3 separate regions of the Mus musculus genome follow, and all the other regions are linked to region 3. A link is a contact called in public Hi-C and HiChIP or PLAC-seq data. All regions are on one chromosome and are shown on one strand. The core of a region is the stretch at or near the end of the contact, and the rest is flanking DNA. Distances in the headings are between cores, read along the strand shown.

The links. A called contact is a pair of places that touch in the nucleus more often than the background predicts. HiChIP or PLAC-seq counts read pairs in DNA pulled down with a chosen protein or histone mark.
Region 1: a contact with region 3 is called in a Hi-C map of uterus, with 5 times the contacts expected there. The contact joins the enhancer-like site here to the promoter of Cers6 in region 3. A contact is called at or near these places in 9 of 39 promoter capture datasets (the 3T3-L1 cell line, 3T3-L1-derived adipocytes, the HPC-7 cell line and 4 more), 37 of 484 Hi-C or Micro-C datasets (adipose-derived mesenchymal stem cells, beige adipocytes, bone marrow-derived macrophages and 21 more), 16 of 115 datasets of contacts at active chromatin or transcription factors (CD8 T cells, the HPC-7 cell line, the SCID.adh cell line and 11 more) and 3 of 9 other capture datasets (adipose tissue, liver and pancreatic islet).
Region 2: an H3K4me3 HiChIP or PLAC-seq map of bone marrow-derived macrophages shows a contact between it and region 3, with 3 times the contacts expected there. The contact joins the enhancer-like site here to the promoter of Cers6 in region 3. A contact is called at or near these places in 5 of 39 promoter capture datasets (the 3T3-L1 cell line, liver, macrophages and 1 more), 13 of 484 Hi-C or Micro-C datasets (the Ba/F3 cell line, LSK cells, bone marrow-derived dendritic cells and 10 more), 11 of 115 datasets of contacts at active chromatin or transcription factors (the HPC-7 cell line, the SCID.adh cell line, bone marrow-derived dendritic cells and 4 more) and 1 of 9 other capture datasets (adipose tissue).

What each region holds. Positions count from the first base shown.
Region 1 is chr2:68,805,248-68,807,960 of GRCm38.p6, forward strand. No RefSeq gene overlaps it. Among named protein-coding and RNA genes, the nearest start is that of Gm36174, 16 kb to the right of the region's middle. Within about 2 kb of position 1,289, at least 52 of the 459 cell types and tissues checked have an H3K27ac peak or open chromatin away from gene starts, as enhancers often do. A contact at or near this core is called in adipose tissue, beige adipocytes, cortical neurons and 4 more, where this site is marked.
Region 2 is chr2:68,823,816-68,826,843 of GRCm38.p6, forward strand. All of the region lies in intron 3 of Gm36231 (a long non-coding RNA gene), which reads right to left. Gm36174 (a long non-coding RNA gene) reads left to right here. Exons shown (of 3, transcript XR_374615.1): 3 at 1-23. Among named protein-coding and RNA genes, the nearest start is that of Gm36174, 2.9 kb to the left of the region's middle. Within about 2 kb of position 1,481, at least 87 of the 459 cell types and tissues checked have an H3K27ac peak or open chromatin away from gene starts, as enhancers often do. A contact at or near this core is called in the Ba/F3 cell line, the HPC-7 cell line, LSK cells and 8 more, where this site is marked.
Region 3 is chr2:68,859,853-68,862,958 of GRCm38.p6, forward strand. Cers6 (ceramide synthase 6) reads left to right here and starts at 1,589. Exons shown (of 10, transcript NM_172856.4): 1 at 1,589-1,953. The coding sequence starts at 1,784.

The DNA of each region.
Region 1 (2,713 bases), core at 39-2,538, 55 kb before region 3:
TGCTGCATCATTCCAATTACATACGACAATGTAGTACTCAAATTCATAAAGTCAGACAGTGGGTTGGTGGTTTCCCATGGCTGAGGGCAGGGGGAAATCATGTTTTGAAAACATTTGGGCATGAAAAGTAAAAATGTAAGACACTATTGCTCTAGGTGGCTGAAATTCATTGATGGCCCTGGCCTACAAGTATGCAAATCACTAATACAAAACTTTGAGGGAACAGTAGGGAACAGTAGTGTGTGTGTGTGTGTGTGTGTGTGTGTGTGTGTGTGTGTGTTTGTATGAGTGTATGTGTGTGTGTGTTTGTGCATGAGTGTGTGTGAGTGTGTGTGTATGTATGTGAGTGTGTTTGCATGAGTGTGTGTGAGTGTGTGTGTATGTGTGTGCATGAGTGTATGTATGTGAGCATGTTTGTGCATGAGTATGTGTGTGTGAGTGTGTGTATATGAGTGTATGTGTGTACAAGTGTGTTTGTACATGAGTGTGTGTGTGAGTGTAAGTGTGTGTGTGAGTGTAAGTGTGTGTGAGTGTGTTTATGCATGAGTGTGTGTGTGTAAAATTGTGCAATGTCCCTAAAGTGTTCTTGCTTTTCCTTTCCTTTAAAGAACATTAAACCACTAACTCCCTTCTTGCATGGTGCCCTCCCCCACTCACTCTCCTCTGGATTTTGCTCAGCTGCTTGTCCTAATCAGTCATTTGTTTGTTTCTTTTCCATCAAGGACTAATCTGTCATGAATTCCCTTAGGGCATTCTCTCTGTCAGGACATCATGAATGGCAATAAGTAAAGCCCGTCCCACGTTGTTCTGGAAACAACATCTTTACCAGAGAGCCCCTGAGAAATGTCTGGAACTGAGCAACTTTGCAGAGCTCAGAAATCATCCCACTTGGTTGGCTGCCCAGAATGCCTCAGGAAAGCATCAGCTAGAAGGAACAGTCACTGAGGAATTGTACACTCCTCCATGCCTGACCTCTCTAGCTTCTCTTCATTGGAAGAGAAATATTCCGATCAGGAAACTTCGACACAATCGTAGTATTTCCTGTGTGTGTGTCTTACTTTTTTTTTTTTCCTAAAATAAGCAAACCCATCTTCCAGCATGTGACTCTTTCTGCCAAGATAATATCGTTTGGAAAGGTATCTTCAGAAAGTTTCCCAGGCAACTAAAACATTGGCAGGATATCACTGAGAATCATATGAAAATAACGAGCAGAGAGAGGAGGTGGAGAGAGCGTATCAGTGGGAGAGTGCAGTCCGTAATGTCTGAGGTTCTCTGAGGGCTGCAAAAAGGCTGTGCCAGAGAAGTGGTTATAAACACACAGGAAGATGGTGAACAAAATCCTCTGCCAAACTCAGGAGGCCGGCTGAGGAAGGAAAACAGCAACACGTAAGACTGAGACAAGAATGGAGGGGCTCAGTAGTAATTAGTGGCTGCATATTCTACAAAGACTTCATTAATATTCCCAAGTTACAAAGGGGCAATCGCAAGGCACTGCACATCAGCCTACTAATGAGCACGTATGTGTATTGGGCTCGTAAAAGAATGAGAAAAATTGTTCCTGTCATTTGCTTTTAAAGCAGGTTGTCAAGCAAATCCCGTATTGTCTTTTTCTTTCCTGTCTGGATCATCTCCCAGGCCTGTAAATCACAACCATCCTTTGCAATGGTAGCTCTGGCTGTGTGGGTTATCACCAATGGGCATTTCATTTTCCATCAAGTGTTCTATAAACTAGGGCATGGAGACTTGATGTAGTTAGAAAGAACATGAACATAAAAAAAATAAAGGTTCCTTTTTCAGGGGATGGGGTTAGAACCTTTTTCATGACAAGTAGCATTTATAAGTAAAGCTGTTTTGTACTTTTATAAGTATAACAAAAGTCTAATGATCGCAGCCTTCTGCTTTTGAACATAGTTATACTAGGGCTGATTCCCTTTTCTTCCATTTGTACCACATTTTAAAATATCAAGCGCAGTCCATCAGCAATGCTTGATGAATTATCATTTAAATGTATCATCCTTGAGACTTACTCTATTTCTAATGAGCTTATTTGAGCATATGTTTATATTCAGTGGCAGCCAATACAATGCATATCTTTAAAACCTGAGAGAATTACTGAATTTTAATATCTGCTCAAGGCGTTTCAGATTATAAACAACAATTGCGGCAGGAAGAAAAAAAAAAGTAGTGAAAAAAGGAAGTGGAATACACTCAGTCTCAGAATAATTTTGCCTTTAAAGTAAACATTGAATAATATTCATATATATATGTGTGTGTGTGTGTGTGTGTGTGTGTGTGTATTCTAATGCACTGGCTTAAACATTGCAGTCTGAGTCTTGGTAGGGATTTTGTACTTGTACTACAAAAAAAAATAGTAAATTATCAAGGCAAGGGCTTCTAGGAGAAAGAAAATAAGATCTTTATAGCATGAAGCTGTTTTGAGGTTGTGTGGCAATCAGATTAACAGCCCTCCCAACAGCTGTAACCTAACCTTAGGACCTGGGGGATGTTACCTTTTGTGACAAAGGAGATCATGTTGTTGTGATTCAACTGGGAGCATCCTGATCATCAGAGAGCATCCTGTTTTATCCTGGAAAGTTCAGTGCTTTCACCTGGAGGGTTTTTGAAGGAGGAAGACAAGATCAAATCCTGAAGGAGCAAAACGGAATGGCCATGGAGTCAGAGGAAGAAAGGGGGTCAAAATCTGAGACCCAGA
Region 2 (3,028 bases), core at 231-2,730, 36 kb before region 3:
TGTTTTCAAAGTTGTTTTTTAAACCGTTCAAATGTGCTTTCTCTCATGCCTGTCTTTACGTGGACGGACATGTGCCAAGCCAGTGACATTGTAAGCGTATATGGAAGGGGAAAGCGGTGACAATTGTTAAGGGCCTCCTGCAATAGACATTCTTTTAATGGTGTAAAATGTTATGACCTCTCATTTTAATCTTTACAAGAACCTCACACAGTGAGTACCTTTATTATCTGTATGCTCTACATGACGACGCCAAGGCTTAAAGAGGGGAAGGAGCCTGAGAGCAAGCTGAGCAATGGAGCAAAGATTCATGCCTGAAGGTGCTAGGACACGGGCTTGGGTCTGTGTGGCTTTGTGTTCCATTCACCTTAAGGCTTCCTATGTTTTGGGGAAAGTCTTTGCCTTGTGTCCTGTGGAAGTAGATTCTAATGGACTCGTGCTAATCATGTTGGGGTGGTTTGAAAGGAAGTTTGAATGTCAGGAATCTATCTTGCATGTGCCTCTAATGTTAAGACCTAGATAAGAAAGAGGCCTTGTGGAGCTGAGACATTTAAGTTCATTGGGCTCTAATGCATACCTTTGGAGTTGTATGCTAAAGACTTGGAAAGGTCATTGTAACTATCTTAGCTGCTTCTCTAGTGTAAGTTCTATCAGACAGTCACTGACTACTGACTGTGAGCCAAAGCACTGTGCTGGGAGCAGTGGCCAGGAAATGACACCGGAAACAAGGACACAGCAGCCACCAACGTTTATTCAATGCACATGCATTGCATGGGCTATTTATGAGCTAGTTATTTATTTGGTACTAGGAACATACAATTACACTGGGTCTTTCTTCTTCTTCTTCTTCTTTTTTTTTTTTTTTTCGAGACAGGGTTTCTCTGTGTAGCCCTGGCTGTCTTGGAACTCTGTAGACCAAGCTGGCCTCAGAAATTCGCCTGCCTCTGCCTCCCAAGTGCTGGGATTAAAGGCGTGCGCCACCACGCCTGGCTACACTGGGTCTTTCTTATTTTAAAATATTTTCCAGATGGAAGAGGAAGAGAACAAACGCATGTCTCAATAAAACATGGTAGTACTGAAACAGAAGTGTATTTTAGGTATTATGGCTTCAGAGGATGCCTTAGGGCAGCGCCTCTCAACCTGTGGGTCATCACCTCTTTCACAGGGTTTATGCTACCTCTGGTTGATATCCCTGAGAGATCTCTTTTCTGAAGAGGAACTTAGGGAGGATGTGGGGGAGGGGACACTGGGAGGAGGGGAGGGAGGGGAGCCTGTGGTCAGGATGTATTGTATAAGAGAAGAATAAATCTTTTAAAAAGACCCAAGACCATAGGAAAACAGATATTTACATTAATTTATAACTGTAGTAAAATTAGCCACAAAATACTTTTATGGTTGGGGGAGGGGTCACCAGAACATAAGGAACTGTATTAAAGGGTGACAGCATTAGGGAGGTTGAGAAAGGGAGGGTAAAAAATTTCCTCAATCTTGAAAAAGGAAGACAGGTCTCAGTGTTTATATGAAGATCAGTTGAAAAGGGCTTTAGTGATGCCCAGGCTGGAATATTTCCTAGGTTGGTAATGAATTGGGCTGTGGTAAGATTCACCCCTGCCTTTAGTTTTTGGCCTCTCAAGGGTCTCCACACTAGTGAACTTGGACCCCCAGCCCTGCACTGGTCCCTCCTGTTAACAGTCTAGCTCTCATTACTTCCTCTTTCTAGCTCTGGTTACTTCCCCTCCTGCCTATTCCTCCACACACCCCTACTCACACCGCACTGGTCTTCTCGTCCCTCAAGGCCTGATCAGATCCAACTTCTCGTCTGAAGCCTCCAAGCCCACGCCTCCTCCTTAGAGTGGGGACGCTGCTCCCTGACCCCACCATGCTTCACTTCTGTGGGAAGATTTAGCTAGGTCCTCTCTGCGCCTATCTTTCCATTCAGGCTAATCAAGATCAGGGACTTAACCTAGGCTGCAATGAGGCAGAGCCTGCCTCCCTCCTGCTGTGGAAGCTGAAGGTGGGGCTTTTCTCTGCTTCCCGGAAGACAGAGGTTGGGAAAGACACAACAGCAGGGCTGTACCAATCATGTGAATTTACAAACTGCCATCTTTACATTTCTCCTTTCCAATACAATTAGGGACTGATATTCCATTAGGAAAGGAGTGGGGGAATTACTTGAATTTCATCTCAGGAGAGTCCTGGTGGCAGTCTAAACTAATTGGCATTTAGAGACCCACAGTTAAACATTAGGAGGAGCTTGGGGAAATTCTGCGGGGGGGGGGGGGTAATGGGGGGGTTGGAATTGAGGAGCCAGTGGGATAAGACACCAGGAGAACAGGGTCCACAGAATTAACTAAGTAGGGCTTATAGGGGCTCACAGAGACTGATGTAGCTATCACGGAGCACATATGCTGTGGTTGTTTAGCTTGGAGGGTTTTGTTGGACTTCTAACAATGGGGGAGTGTCTCGATTCCTTTGCCCACTCTTAGGACTCTTTCCCTCCTACTAGTTTGCCTAGCCCAGGCTTGACAGGAGAGTTTGTGCCTGGTCTTATTGCATCTTGTTATGTCATGTCCTGTTGATATTCCCAAGAGGTTCTCTTTTCTGAAGAAAAGTGAAGTTGTGTGTGTGTGTGTGTGTGTGTGTGTGTGTGTGTGTGTGTGTGTGTGTGTGATGCACTGGGAGGAGGAGAGGGAGGGCAGTCCATGGTCAGGATACATTGTCACTTTCAATAAATACACAATGACTGTGTATTTGTGGGGTACAGCGTGACAGTTGAATTCATCACTCATCTTGTATGACAATAAAACTATGGGCTCAGCATATTCATCACCCTTAGCATTCTGTTGTGATATGGATATTCAGTCCTCAGTTCTGTGCTCTTGGACTATACACTGCACTGTTGTCGCCCGTGGAATTCACAGGAAAAAACACACATGCTCCATATTGTATTTCACTCATGGCCTTGGATGGTGGCTGTCTTAGCACTAGGTGTTTTTGCTGGAGGCTCAACAAGGCTGAAGGGAACATGCCT
Region 3 (3,106 bases), core at 339-2,838:
GTCTTAAGACATAATGGCTTTGACTTCTGCTTGGGGGAGAACAGAGCTAAAGCAGGTTTAAGTACTGGAATTGTGGGACAAACATTTCAACCTGAGCACTATGGCCAAGAGAGGACAGTAATGGGACACAGGCAGAACTGGGGTTTGAGTGGTGATGGGGACTGCTCAGATGTGAAATGGTACGGCAGTTTAGATCAGCTGGTAGCCAAACAGGTAGTGGAGGGTGTAAGGTAATGGTTTATAAAATGACTTGGATGAATTTGTGATGTTAGAAAGGAAGTATGCAAGCAAGAGGAAAGTGGCTGCTTCCTTTTGGACTGAGCCGTGACCACAGGAAGGACAGGTCTGGAGGAGAGAGTAGTCATCGACCATCCAAAGAGAACTGCTAGGGACTGAATGTGTTCTCCCCAAATTCAGTGCACTGGCATTTGGAGGCTAAGCCCTTGGGATGTAATTAGTTTATGAGAATGAAATCTTGGGATGTAATTAACTTATGAGGATGAAACCTTGGTTGGAGCCCTAGTCAGATGACACACGGGTGCAGTCTCTCTGTCTCTGCAACAAGAAATTCTCTGCGAAGACAATCACCTGTCAGGAAGAGTCCAGGAAGGGTGTCTTTGCCACCCCTTAGATTGCCTAGAACTTTGGCTTTGGACTTTGCCTCTGCAAGTATGAGGAACGCATTTTCATTGATTGAGCCATATGTCAAAACAAACAGCCTGAATTAAGGCAGGAACTGACCTTTGCAATCACAGCTGACCTTGAGTGACTTCATTGGGTGGGGAAGGCATGAATGGAAGTTCAATAAAGAACAGGAGGTGAGAATCAGGAGGCCTTGAGAGTTTGGTTTAAAGGCAGGGAGAGGAGGAATAAATACTCCTGCCCCCATTATCTACCAAGTCAAAATGTGGTTCCCACAGTATTTTCAGAGGTTACTGGCGCAGTTCCCCATAATGCTGCCGTTACTAGCTGCTATCACCATTAGACACCATCATCAAGCAATTCATTAATCAATCATAAATGCCTAATTTCTTGTGCTACTTCATAAATCAAAATTAGGAGCCTTGTTCCTTGGGGGACCCAGCTCAAGGGGAAGCAGTAGTGTAAAACGTGCCAGGAAGGTCAAGGAGGGGGGTGAGGTGCGGGTCGGAGGCAGAAGTCTCTTGCCAAATCATCCAGCCCCAGTTCCTGATTTTCTTTTAGCACTGGAGAGGATGATCCTTCCCCTCCCACTCCTTCCTCCTTCGCCTTTGCGCCCCCTACTTCTTCTTCTGGGGTTCTTTTTCAGCGCAGGGCTCTCTCTGGAAGCTCGGCCCCTGCCAGGCTCCTTTTCGCCTCCCTGCGCTCAGGAAGAGGACAAGAGCGCAGACACTCCAGTGGGGCAGGAGCTGGCGTTCTAACCAGGTGCGACCCAACTTGGGGCTGGGACAGAGGTGCGGGACGCGCTCCAGGTGCGGGTCCAGAGCCAGAGCGCGGCCCGCAGCTCCCAGGGCGTGGGCGAGCCGGCCGCGTGTGCCTCGGTGCTTGACGGGAACACTAGCCAATCAGGGCGTGCGGCCAGGCTGCCACGTGACAGGCGAGGCGGCCCTTTTCCCAGCGCGGCCAGAGGGAGGAGTGGAGCGGATCGCGGAGCCTGAGAGTGCAGCGGCCACAGAGGAGGCGGCGGCAGGCGGAGCGGCAGCGGCAAAGGCTCCCGGCCAACCCAGCGCGCATCCCCAGTGCCCTGAGCTGCAGAGAGCTCGGAGGAGCGCGGGAGCAGCGACACCGGAGTGGACAAAGCAAGATGGCAGGGATCTTAGCCTGGTTCTGGAACGAGCGGTTTTGGCTTCCGCACAATGTCACCTGGGCAGACCTGAAGAACACGGAGGAAGCCACCTTTCCGCAGGCGGAGGACCTCTACCTTGCCTTCCCCTTGGCCTTCTGCATCTTCATGGTGCGGCTCATCTTCGAGAGGTAAGAAGGGCCGAAGTGCCTGCTCTCCCGCACACACGCACACGCGTGCACACTCGCCTGCTCCGTGGCGCACGCCCCCGCGCTTGGGCTCACACCTCCCAACCTTTGTGTTCTCTGTGGGGTCCCGATCCCTCGGCCAGGCTGACTTCTAGGGAGCTAGAGAGGGTCCAACTCGACCGCGGATTTCCTCCGGGGCGCCACGAAGGGGCGGCAGGGCGCTTGGTCACCGCCCGCGCTCCTCCTTTCCCGGCTTCCTCCTCCTAGAGAGGGTCGGCGAACAAAGGTGAGCGGAGGCTGGCCGCGGGGAACCGCTGCGCCGAGGGCTCGGCCGGCTCCCTCCGAGCCGGCACTAGGCGCTTCCAGATTGGGCTTCTCCTCCGAGGCTCGCCGCCACCCACCTGACAGCCTGGAACGATGGGGACGCGCGGCCCGGAGGGAGGAGGAGCGCACACACTTCCAGCCCTTCCACTCTTGCACGCACGCGGGCCGCGCTGCAGAAGAATTTGCTCGGACCTTTGGCTTTAGCTTGCTCCCTGGCTTCCATCCGTGACACGGAGTTTTAGGCCCTGGGTCCTGGGAAATAGGTGACGACAGCACTCCGGATCGCTACTGGTTTCTTTAAAAGAGGGCAGAACAGGACCGGTGCCCCTCGAAATAGTCATTTGAATCGATAGTAGGACCCCGTGACTAATCATAAGCGTCTTGCTGGTACCGGAAGACACTTGAAACGTTAAAAGAATTGTCTCATAATTTTTGGTATGAGTCCTCGATTTGGTTAGATCTCGCCATTGTAACTGCACACAAACTTGTGCTACTCTCACTGAGTCAGCCTTAAGTCACAGAACTAGATCTTGCCTGCTGTGCATTCAACACTTACTCGTGAAACAAAATCAGCACCGCACACTTCTTTCTTTTAACTGAAAAAAAAATCGCCTTCCTCTTTCCTCCTCCCACCTCCATTCATCAGCGAAGGCTGATTTCTTAGATCACAAATATCCATTTCTACTCTAACCTCCCTTCCCTGCCTCCAGCTCACCTTGGCTGTTGCTCAGGCTGCTGCTATCTTGTTTACTGTTGGTTTGCCTAAATCCATTATTGAGAATGTCAGAATGTATCTTTTGTGTCTTTTGTTGCCTGAAATAGCAGCTAAGCT